Regions from separate parts of the Sus scrofa genome. Here region 2 is linked to region 1. The links are chromatin contacts, called in public HiChIP or PLAC-seq maps. All regions are on one chromosome and are shown on one strand. The core of a region is the stretch at or near the end of the contact, and the rest is flanking DNA. Distances in the headings are between cores, read along the strand shown. Region 1 holds the start of FBP2 (fructose-bisphosphatase 2). Region 2 holds the start of ISCA1 (iron-sulfur cluster assembly 1 homolog, mitochondrial).

Region 1 (5,400 bases), core at 1,466-3,965:
CCAGCCAATGGACTTCTCCAACAGATAGTTTGGGTGTCTAGTACAGAGGTGCCAAGGGAAGGATGCCACCTGAATTGGCGGAATGCATGGTCACTGCCAGACCCAGGACCTTGAAGAAACTGTGACAGCCGGACCTTTTGTTTCCACGGGCTGCGCCTGCCACCTAGTGGTCAGTTGGCAGCATCCACCAGTTAGTTAGCTGGCAAATTTCCCCCATCCGGCCTTGAAATGGTGGTAATGGTCAATTAAAAGTACATTAAATGTGAAATAAATTGAATGTATAGTAAGTGGTGCATTTACTGAGCATTTATTATGGGGTTGGCACTGTCAAAACATCATTCATCACATGGACTTACTAAGCTTTACAACAGCCCTACGAGTTAGGGACTATTCATACTCAGTCTGCTTTATAAATGGGGGAACAGGCTCCATCACCTGGCATGAAAAACCAAGTCACTGGAGCACCTGAATTCTCCAATTCCTGAGTCCACTTCCACAGGACACACTGAGGCCACAAAGCCAGAGCTCTACAGCGGTTAACACAAGCCCATCAAACCAGCCCCTGCTCTGCTGAGTCTGCTGCATTGAGGAGCCCATCATGGGTGTGGATGACACTGAGAGGTCAGCAGGCCGTCCATCAAAACTCCTGCATGCACAAGGCTCACCGCCTCCTGGTGGGAGCATAACAGAGGCAAGGGCTATACCTCAGGTTCATGAAGGTTCTTAAAAATAGACAGCACTCCCCGTTGTGGTTCAGCAAAAACAAATCCGACTAGTATCCATGAGGATGCAGGTTTGATCCCTGGCCTTGCTCAGTGGGTTAAGGATCCAATGTTGCTGTGGCTGTGGTGTAGGCCAGCAGCTATTGGACCCCTAGTTGGGAACATATGCTTCAGGTGCAGCCCTAAAAAGCAAAAAAAAAAAAAAAAAAAGAGAGTTGGCCATTTTGCCAAACACTAATACAGGTATAGCAATGCACAAAGGAAAATCCAGTCCTAATCACCCTTAATTTGGATTCCACCACTGGGTCACAAAACTTTATACAGGTAAATTCTGTAATTATCACTTTTTTTTCCATTAAAAGTCCTAAGTTGTTAAGAATAAATATTTTAATTATTGGACTTTGATATTTCTTCATTTTGTAATGATGATGATCATAATGGGTCCTGCTAACTTCTGAGAGGACCTCAAACTGGAATTGCTACCAGGAAAATGGAAGCCCCAAAGAAAGACTTGCTTTTTTTTTTTTTTTTTTTTTTGTCTTTTTAGGGCCGCACCCACAGCATATGGAGGTTCCCAGGCTAGGGGTCGAATTGGAGCTACCGCTGCCAGCCTACACCACAGCCACAGCAACGTGGGATCCAAGCCGCATCTTCGACCTACACTGCAGCTCACGGCAACGTCGGATCCTTAACCCACTGAGCGATGCCAGGGATCAAACCTCTGTGCTCATGGATGCTAGTCAGATTCGTTTCTACTGAGCCATGACAAGAACTCCAAGACTTGCTTCTTTTCATCATAGACTTAAACTAGACCCTTGACTGTGAGGATCAGCAGCCGTAGCATGAACTTGGCTGCCGATCTGGGTTTGGATAAAGCACCAAGAGCTCAAAATGCTCTGAGTTCCCTCCTCCTTGGCCCCCTGCACCTCCCAGGTTCCCGCACACCAAGTGGAGAGGAGATTAAGTCCCAGAGAAGAAATAACAAATTGTTTTTAAAAGCAAAAGACTCCTTTTGATGGTAAGAAGGGAGAAGGAGCTTGGGTTGCAGGGAGTCATTTGGTAAATGATTTCTAGCTGCCAACGACTGTAGGCAAAGGGCAAGACAATAAAGGGCTCATATCTGCAAAGGCATTAAAGAGCCATCTCAAGTCTCCTGGCAGTCGCTTTGTGCCAGGGAGAATGCAAACGCAAGTCCCCATAACTCAGGGTAGGTTTTAGTGGAACAAGGCCCTGAGCTTGTTATCATTACAATACGTGGCAGCTGGAAAAATCATATATATTTTTCTCCATAGCGTGTCTCCAAGTATTTTGTTCTTCTTCTTTTTTTTTTTTTTTTTCTTTTTAGGGCTGCACCTTTGGCATATGGAAGTTCCCACATTCGGGGTCAAATCGGAGTTGTAGCTGCCGGCCTCCACCACAGCCACAGCAATGCCGCATCCTTAATCCACTGCGCGAGGCCAGGGATCGAACCCACATCCTCATGGATACTAGTTGGATTTGTTCCCTCTGAGCCACAACGGAACTCCTGTTCCTTCCGTGACACAAGGCAAAGTCCCTTTTATCAACGCACCCCTGGAAGAATCTTTCAAGGCAACTCGCTCCAACACCCCACCCCTCCACCCCCCGCCAGGGCACACAGGCTAATAGCTTTTGACCTGAGGGTATCCAGCCCCAACACCTGCAGCCCTGCCCCCACCCCACCCCCACCCCCGGCCTGGATGGGACTCACAGGTTGGCCAGGCCGGCCTTGCGCACGGCAGAGGAGATGGCTTTGATGGCCGTCAGCATGGAGTTGAGCAGCTGCGTGAGCTCCCCGGTGCCTTTGGCCTGCCGGCCCTTTTCCATAACATAGCGGGTCAGGGTGAGCATATCTGTTTCGAAGGGGCTTCTGTCCCCCATGATGCTAGGGAATGCTTCAAGTCCTTGTCTACCTGCAGAAGCAAAGCCTTATCTGTAAGGACTGATCCGTCCGCCGCTGAATCAGAGCTGATTATGAGTCTGTCCTAGCTGGGCCAGGACCTTTAAGGGGGAAGTGCCACCACCCACGTGGTTGAGATAACTGGGCAAGCCCTCAAGGAAACCTCTCTGGCCTGGCTCATCTGAAGGCTGCCAGAGCCCTTAAGCAAGCTGTAAATAGAACAGGCAACCCGGAACCACAGACCTACTTTTTCTTGATGAAGCTTCTTCTTTAAAGATCCTAAGAAGCAACCATTTAGTAGCAGGTAGGAGATGGGAAATTCATCTGCGGAAAACAAGGGTCCCTAAAACCCTGTTATTCAAGGGCTCCAAAGGATTCTTCTTGTATCTCCGCTGCGGTGCCTCCTTCCCTTTCATCACAGACACAGATTGGCAGATACCTTATCTGGGGAATAGGTCACATAACAAAATAGTGGCAATCCTGGCACCTCTTAGCCAGGGTTCTCTCACATGTTTGAAAGGGATGCTTTTTATTTCCAATAAAAAGTACGCTTTTTATGGATTTCCTGTTGTGGCTCAGCAGTAACAAACCTGACTAGTATCCATGAAGATGTAGGTTTGAACCATGGCTTCGTTCAGTGGGTTAAGGATCCAGTGATGCCGTGACTCGTGATGTAGGTTGCAGACATGGCTTGGATCTGGCGTTGCCGTGGCTGTGGTGTAGACTGAGAGTTGCAGCTCCGATTCGACCCCTAGCCTGGGAACTTCCATATGCCACAGGTGCAGCCCTAAAAAGAAAAAAAAATGCTTTTTATTTCCAACAAAAAATTTATTTTAGATGGATATTTATAATAGATATTCAAATCTGGAAGAAAATAAATTCTATTCCTAGCACAATGCCTAGCACCAGGGTTATTTTATCAATTCTTTATCCTTTCAATTTCTCCGGACTTGCATTTTTTTTTTTTTCCTTTTCTTTTTAGGGCTGCACCTGCAGCGTGCAGAAATTCCCAGGCTAGGGGTCCAGTTGGGGTTCCAACTCCCAGCCTATGCCACAGCCACATCAACACCAGATCCAAGCTGCGTCTGTGGTCTACACACATTTACACCACAGTTCACGACAACATCAGATCCTTAACCCACTGAGGCCAGGGATCAAACCCACATCCTCATTAGATACTAGTTGGGTTCTTAACCAACCCACTGAGCAACAATGAGAATGCCTGCATTTTTTTTTTTAACTTTTCCCTTTTAGGGCTGCAATTGCAGCATATGAGGTTCCCAGGCTAGGAATCAAATCAGAGCTACAGCTGCTGGCCCACACCACAGCCACAGCAACGCAGGATCCTTCACCCATCGAAGGAGGCCAGGGTTTGAAGCCGCAACCTCATGGTTACTAGTCGGATTCATTTCCACTGCGCCACGATAGGAACTTCAATTTTTATAATGAAAAAAAATAGGTGCTTGTTGAACAAAAAGCCCTACAGAGCCCATCCTCCAACACGCTCCCTAGAAATAACTGCATCAGAGCTGCTGGTGGTGGTGGGTTTGAGTTGGTAATAGGCACCTCTGGCGGGTCTGCACAGGGTGGTCCCAGCAGTTTCTCCAGGGGCAGAGAGACCTGTGTACAATTCGAAAAGCTCCTGAAACCTCACTTTCCTGACTTGTAAACGTCGGTAACAATAAAACTTCTACCTTACAGAGCGGTTATGAAGATTAAAGTGGTAAGATATACCGGTCACATAATAGGTGCTGAATACCTGTTAGTTATTCTCCTTCTGGATTTTTTGATGCATATATGCCTATATGTATATACACACAATTTCATTTTACAAAATAGGAAAATATACCCATTGCTCTATAATCTGATTTTTTTTTCTTTGATAGTTATTTCAATCAGAATGTGTTGTGCTGCAAATAATGGAAAACCAAGAGTGATTTAAATACAGGGAGTTTATTTTTCTCATGTTTCCTGGTAAGTTCACTCCAAGGCGGCTGTTGGTATTCGTTTAGCTGTGCAAAGGAAACTCTCTTTCTTCTCTGTAATCCTTGGTCAATTGGCTTTTGCCTCCAAGTGTGTCATCTCTTGGCACCAAATGGCCAGTGCAAGTCTGAACATCTAGGCTACACTGAAGATCCAAAGAGAAGGGGAGTTCCCATTGTGGTTCAGATTACTATCCATGAGGATACGGGTTTGATCCCTGGCCTTGCTCAGTGGGTGAAAGATCTGGCATTGCCCGTGAGGTCACAGATGCGGCTCAGATCCCGTGTTGCTGTGGCTGTGGTGTAGGCCAGCAGCTGCGGCTCAGATTAGACCTCTAGCCTGGGAACCTCCATATGACTCGAGCATGGCCCTTAAAAAAAAAAAAAAAAAAAAAAAAAAAGAGTGGAGAAGGGCAGCTCCAACTACATCAGTTCCTTTTTATCAGGAAAGAAATAATTCCTCACGATCTTTGTATAAGGCTACTCCCCACCCAAGTAGCCTTCAACTTGTGTAGCATTGTCTACCTTTATAACACACAGTGATCCTTTGCTGCAAGAGCTGGGCACTGGTATTGAATCAATCAATCTAAAGTGTCTGCCACAAAAAAGTAGCCATGTCAATATATAGTAACATACCTCATTCTTGTGTGTGGTCAGGTTTGTATTTGCTTTTTGTTTTGCCTTTTTCCAGGTTTTTTTGCTTGTTTTGGTTTTTATTTTGTTTTGTTTTGCTTTGCTTTGTAAGGCCACACCTGCGACATATGGAAATTCCCAGGCC
Region 2 (5,400 bases), core at 789-3,288, 1.4 Mb before region 1:
TGGGCCCCAGGAAGGTGGGAAATCTGGGCCTTAAATGTCTGATGACTAAGTAGGAATGGAGAGAAGGAACTCAAGAATTTTTTTTTTTTTTTTTTTTTTTGCCTTTTAGGGCCACATCCATGGCATGTGGAAGTTTCTAGTCCAGGGGTTGAATCAGAGCTGCAGCTGCCGGCCTAGCCACAGTCACAGTGACGCAGGATCCCAGCCGTGTCTGGAACCTACACCACAGCTCATGGCAACACTGGATCCTTAACCCATGGATCCGGGATGGAACCCGCGTTCTCATGGATAACCAGGTTTGTTACCGATGAGCCACAAGGGCAACTGTGGAACTCAGAAATTTTGAAGAAACAGGTAACACGCCAAATGGTGGAGAAAGAAAAGGCAAAAAAAGTGTCGCCACACTTTCTGACTCTTCCTGGCACTACCATTACTAGAACTGGTAGAATTCTTTTGATTCAGAAATCTTTTAACTGTGACTGAAAGGAGACACAAACTAGGAGTAGTGCCAACTAGTTCTTATTTCAAGACCTTGGAAAATTCTAAGATTTGATGATCTTTCATGACATGAAGCAGGCTTGGTGGTACAGAAAAAAGGAATGTAGAATATCATATACAAACAGTATAACTTCCTTATGGACCTAAAACAGTGAGCCACCATAAAAATAAATTCGCCCACCTGATCACGACTTTCTTCTGCTTTGCTACAACTAATTTTCTGGCAACAGACTTTCTTGTGGCATTAGATGAAACAGAATCTATGATTCAATATAATTTGTTTTCCGGTCTTTAGGAACTGGAGTGCTTACACAAAAGCTTCTCCTTAATCAGGAGTGGGGTGTGTGTGTGAAAAGAATGTTGAACTGATCATTAGCTTTCCTATGAAATAAATCTTTCAAAACGCAAATAGTGACTGGTTAATGGACACTGGGGTTTTCCTTCGGGTACAGATGTTTCGGAACTACGTAGAAGCGACGGGGGCAAAATACTGCGAATGTACTAAATGCCACCAAATCGAACGCTTTAAAATGGTACATTTTATGTGAATGTTCCCTTAGCTTAAAAAAAAAAAGAAAAAGAAAAAAACACGGCGCAGTACGCCGATGATCCAGCACGCGTAGTAAATTCTTTATCTGCAGCGCGTATGCTGGTGCCCTTTGAATGTTTGACCCTTCACCCAAAAAACACTATAAACTCACTCTGGGCGGAAATGTATCCTTCTTTGTCCCTTTTAAGACGTGACCACGGCCCAACACCGCTGGAAGCAGAGAGTGCGTTTCAAAAACTCTCTTCCACCGTAGACACCAGGAAGTAACCCTTTATGCACTGCAGTCTTGATTTCGCCAGAGCGTGGGCTTTGTCACCTCTGCGCTCTCACCGGCGCTCACGCACTCACACTTCGGCTAGCCAAGGTTCTCCCCAAGCGCCTCAAGGACAGCTACCCAGGTTCATTCATCCAGCTAACCCCGGCACCTGACACACAGATCTCTAAATAACCTACACCCTAGCCCCTACAAGACCTCCGCTGCCCCAGGCTCCAAGAACACCGCGGCTGACTGCTGGGCGCCTAGCTCGCGCCCCCTCCCCCCTCTACGCGGCGGCGCACGGCCTGCTGGGAAACGTAGTTCCCGGGCTCCCGGCTCCCGCGGAGCAGCCCCTCCCGCGCCTGTTTATCTCCCCAGCAGGGACGAGTTCCGAAGGGAGGGGGCGGCGAAGCGGCGGCTGCAGAGGGGGACCAGGGCAACGTCGGCCGGCCGTGCCCCGCCACCCCCCTCGCGGGGGCAGAGGGGAACCAAAGTCACGGGCCCGACCGCGCGTCCTGGCCACTCACCAGGGTGAGGGCGGCCCGGGTGGGCTGCAGCTTCCTCTTGCTCACAGCCCGGACAGTGGCCCGGACTAACGAAGCGGACATCTTCGCCGTCCCGGCGACCCGGTACCTGGGCCGGAGCTCGGCCACCTCAGCCTCTCTCCATGGACACGGCTGGCGCATTGACGCCACAGGCTCCGGCGCACGGTGGCCGAGGCCCCGCCCTGCGCGGGCCCGCCCTCGCCGTGGCCATTGGGCGGGCCGCGTGAGTGATGGCCGGAGGGCGGGGCCGGACGCCCGGGCAGTGGTCACGTGATGTGGGGGCGCAGGGGGCGAGGGAAAGGTCGTCCCTCTGCGCAAGGTCTCAGTGCGCTGTCTCCGTGCAGATTAGGGCATGTGGAGTTAGCTCCGACTTGTGGACTGTGAAAGCGCGTAGTTCCATTACCTGCCTGCGGAGCAAGGTGCGGCGCTGCCGCTTAAGAACGCAAATAAGTCCACCGGCTGGTGCTCTCAAGGACAGAGTGGTTCCGAGGCCCAGACGTAGTACACGTCTGTCTTCCTTTTTGGTCCAGCTAGGGAGTTATTAAGGGCGTAGAATTACCGCAGATTCTCGATAAACAACCTCTCCTTCTCCCCTCCCTCTTTCCACAGGCTGTTTGGGACGTTGAAAGACGGTACTAACGCAGTGTTCTCTTCGGGTGCTGAATTTGGAACACAGTCTTACTCTGAGATGTGACCGGGCAGCTCTGGTAATACTTTTATAGCAAGTACCAGTCAATAGCTAGATTGAATACATGTTGCTTGTTAGATCTTGGGTACTCAGGTGCTTCTGCCTTTTGATTCAGCAAATATTCCTGAGTCGCATGCACTGTGCAGCCTGCAGTATACCCGGGCATACACAGGAAGCCTGGTAAATAGAGGGTTTGGAGAATGAGATCCTGGTAGGATAGAAGTGCAGCAGGGGGGTAAGATGGGAGACCATGAGGAAAGGTGGCATTTCTCCTGGAAGCGCTAGAGGTAAGGGGGAAAGGGAGGAGGTTCTGTGGAGTGGTGCTGGGGAGGAATTCCAGTTCTGTTTTGATAAGGAAAGAACTAATCAGTGAAGTGTTTTTTTAATGCCCGGCCGGGGGCGGGCGGGGTGGGGCTAGGCCAATGACTATCCCCAACCTCCTACAAGAGGAGCTTAGTGTTTTAGGCCCCTTGGAGCCTACAGGATTGTAGTTAGATTTCGTTACATCACTTGTCTCTCTGCTGTTGAAATGCAATCACACTGACATTAAGAGAATGGTTATTTCCCCAGGCCCCACGGTGCACAGAGGAAACTGGGATTAGGCGACGGTAGTGTGGTATGTCTCTCGGCTTCATCTTTAACTAGCTGGTTGATCTGGTATAGGGCATTTTTCTCCTGCTCTTCCTCCTACAGATGTGGTGCAGATTAAACACCACTACTAATTATTAATGGATAATTTTTTTTTTGCTTTTTTTTTTAGGGCCTTACCTGTGGCATATGGAAGTTCCCAGGCTAGGGGTCAAATTAGACCTGCAGCTGCCAGCCTAGGCTGCAGCCACAGCAATGCTGGATCCCAGCCATGTCTGTGACCACAGCTCAAGGCAAGAATGGATCCTTAACCCACTGTGCCAGGCCAGGGGTAGAACCCGCATCTTCTTGCCACTGAGCACAACAGGAACTCCCGTTAATGGATATTTAGAGATGCCATAAAATTGTGTAAACACTCTGTATGGTACAATGTCATTATGCATTTGTCCAAATCAGTAGAATGTGCTATACCAGGAATGAATCTGAATGTAAACAGTGGACTTGGGTGATAATGATGTGTCCATGTAGAGATTCATAGATTGTAACACATGTCCCACTCTGGTGCCGGATGTGGACGGTGGTGGAGATTGGTGCACTGCAGGGCATAAGGAAACTCTACTTTCTGCCTAATTCTGCTGTGAACGTAAAACTGCCCTAAAAGAATTCATTAATAAAAATGTAAAAAAGATGCTATATATCATTTTTTATCAGTTACTGAAAAAAATGTTATGTAGTTGTGCAGCACTTTACTGGGTTTCAGAACCTTTGAGTACATTATCTCATGGGAGCCTCACAACTTTGAGCCACACAGAGCAGTAGCATTGGCATAACTATTTTATAAATGATGCTTAGGAGTTCCCTGGTGGCCTAGTGGTTAAGGATTTGGTGTTGTCACTGATGAGGTTCAAGTTCAATCCCTGGACTGCTGTGGGCATGGCCAAAAAAATCCCATCCCCACTTCATAAATGATGCTTAAACTCAAGCCTTTCAGTATAGTGCTGAATTGGACAGTTTTAAAAATCTACTACTGGAGTTCCCGTCATGGTGCATTGGTTAACAAATCCGATTAGGAACCATGAGGTTGTGGGTTCGGTCCCTGCCCTTGCTCAGTGGGTTAACTATCCGGCATTGCCGTGAGCTGTGGTGTAGGTTGCAGACGCGGCTTGGATTCCACGTTGCTGTGGCTCTGGCGTAGGCCGGAGGCTACAGCTCTGATTGGACCCCTAGCCTGGGAACCTCCATGTGCCTCGGGAGCGGCCCTAGAAATGGCAAAAAAAAAGACAAAAAAAAAAAAAAAAATCTACTACTAAATGTTTGAATTGAGGATCCTGTGCATGTTTAAATAGCTTTTTTTCCTCTACTTTAATACTCAATACTCAGTTTTTAACTTATTAGCTGTTTTTGCATGTACGTGCTAAATCACATAATGTTTGTCAGTGGATTAGGCATGTCTAATGTTATTTGAAACTGGTGCAGGTCCCTGAAAAAAACTGGCATGTTAGAAGAAGAAAGTGTCTTCATGATATATTAAAAAAAAGTGTTCCTTTATCTCAGAGCTGCAGCTGTTCAGTGGTGTGGAAATTAAGTAGGTGTGGGAACTGCTGAAGGAGTTTGTAAGCTGTAACCACGTCTAGATTTCCCCTAATAGTTTTAAAAACTTGCAACAGGGAAATGTTCAACACTGCACTTCAGGATTGAATTTCAGGGTTCTGAAAACACAAACCGCCAGAAGTGTTTTCTCAGTTAAGACTGCATTTGATCCTCACAGCTGTGGAAGGGCGGGTATGATTTTCATCTTCTAGGCAAGGAAATTCAACTGCTAAGAGGGGGTACAGATTGCCACATTCTCATCTGGAAACAAGGCAGGGCCAGAACCTTAATGAAGCTTAGAATTCCACTCACTGAAGAGAGAGTGGGCTACATTCTTGACTGCTGCTGTCCAAACAAGCCTGCTTTCAAGAAAGAAAACATACTGAACACATCTCTGCAGTTTCATAGAGGTCTGTTACATTGTTTGCTTTTCAACAATTTTTTTTTTTTTTTTTGCCTGAACACACTTATGAACCCTATTGACTTAGCTATCCAGGATCTTTTTCACTAGGGGAATGAGTACGTATATATACATATATGATTAAGACCATTTGTGAAACACATTTCAAGATAAAAAATAACCTGAAATTACCTCAGAACATTTTACCAACATTTCTAAGTGTGTCCAGTGCTGCTACTGTCCACACCGAGCAAGAGATTAAAAAGTGCAGACCGGGAATATAAA

Evidence for each region. HiChIP or PLAC-seq counts read pairs in DNA pulled down with a chosen protein or histone mark.
Region 2: a contact with region 1 is called in an H3K27ac HiChIP or PLAC-seq map of skeletal muscle, with 4 times the contacts expected there. The contact joins the promoter of ISCA1 here to the promoter of FBP2 in region 1. A contact is called at or near these places in 2 of 2 datasets of contacts at active chromatin or transcription factors (alveolar macrophages and skeletal muscle).

Annotation. Positions count from the first base shown.
Region 1 is chr10:27,629,148-27,634,547 of Sscrofa11.1, reverse strand. It overlaps FBP2 (fructose-bisphosphatase 2), which reads right to left and starts at 2,715. Exons shown (of 7, transcript NM_001167632.2): 1 at 2,452-2,715. The coding sequence starts at 2,510.
Region 2 is chr10:29,062,773-29,068,172 of Sscrofa11.1, reverse strand. It overlaps ISCA1 (iron-sulfur cluster assembly 1 homolog, mitochondrial), which reads right to left and starts at 2,038. Exons shown (of 4, transcript XM_003357702.4): 1 at 1,832-2,038. The coding sequence starts at 1,990. LOC102160368 (a long non-coding RNA gene) reads left to right here and starts at 2,062. Exons shown (of 2, transcript XR_001304283.2): 1 at 2,062-2,268; 2 at 2,459-5,400.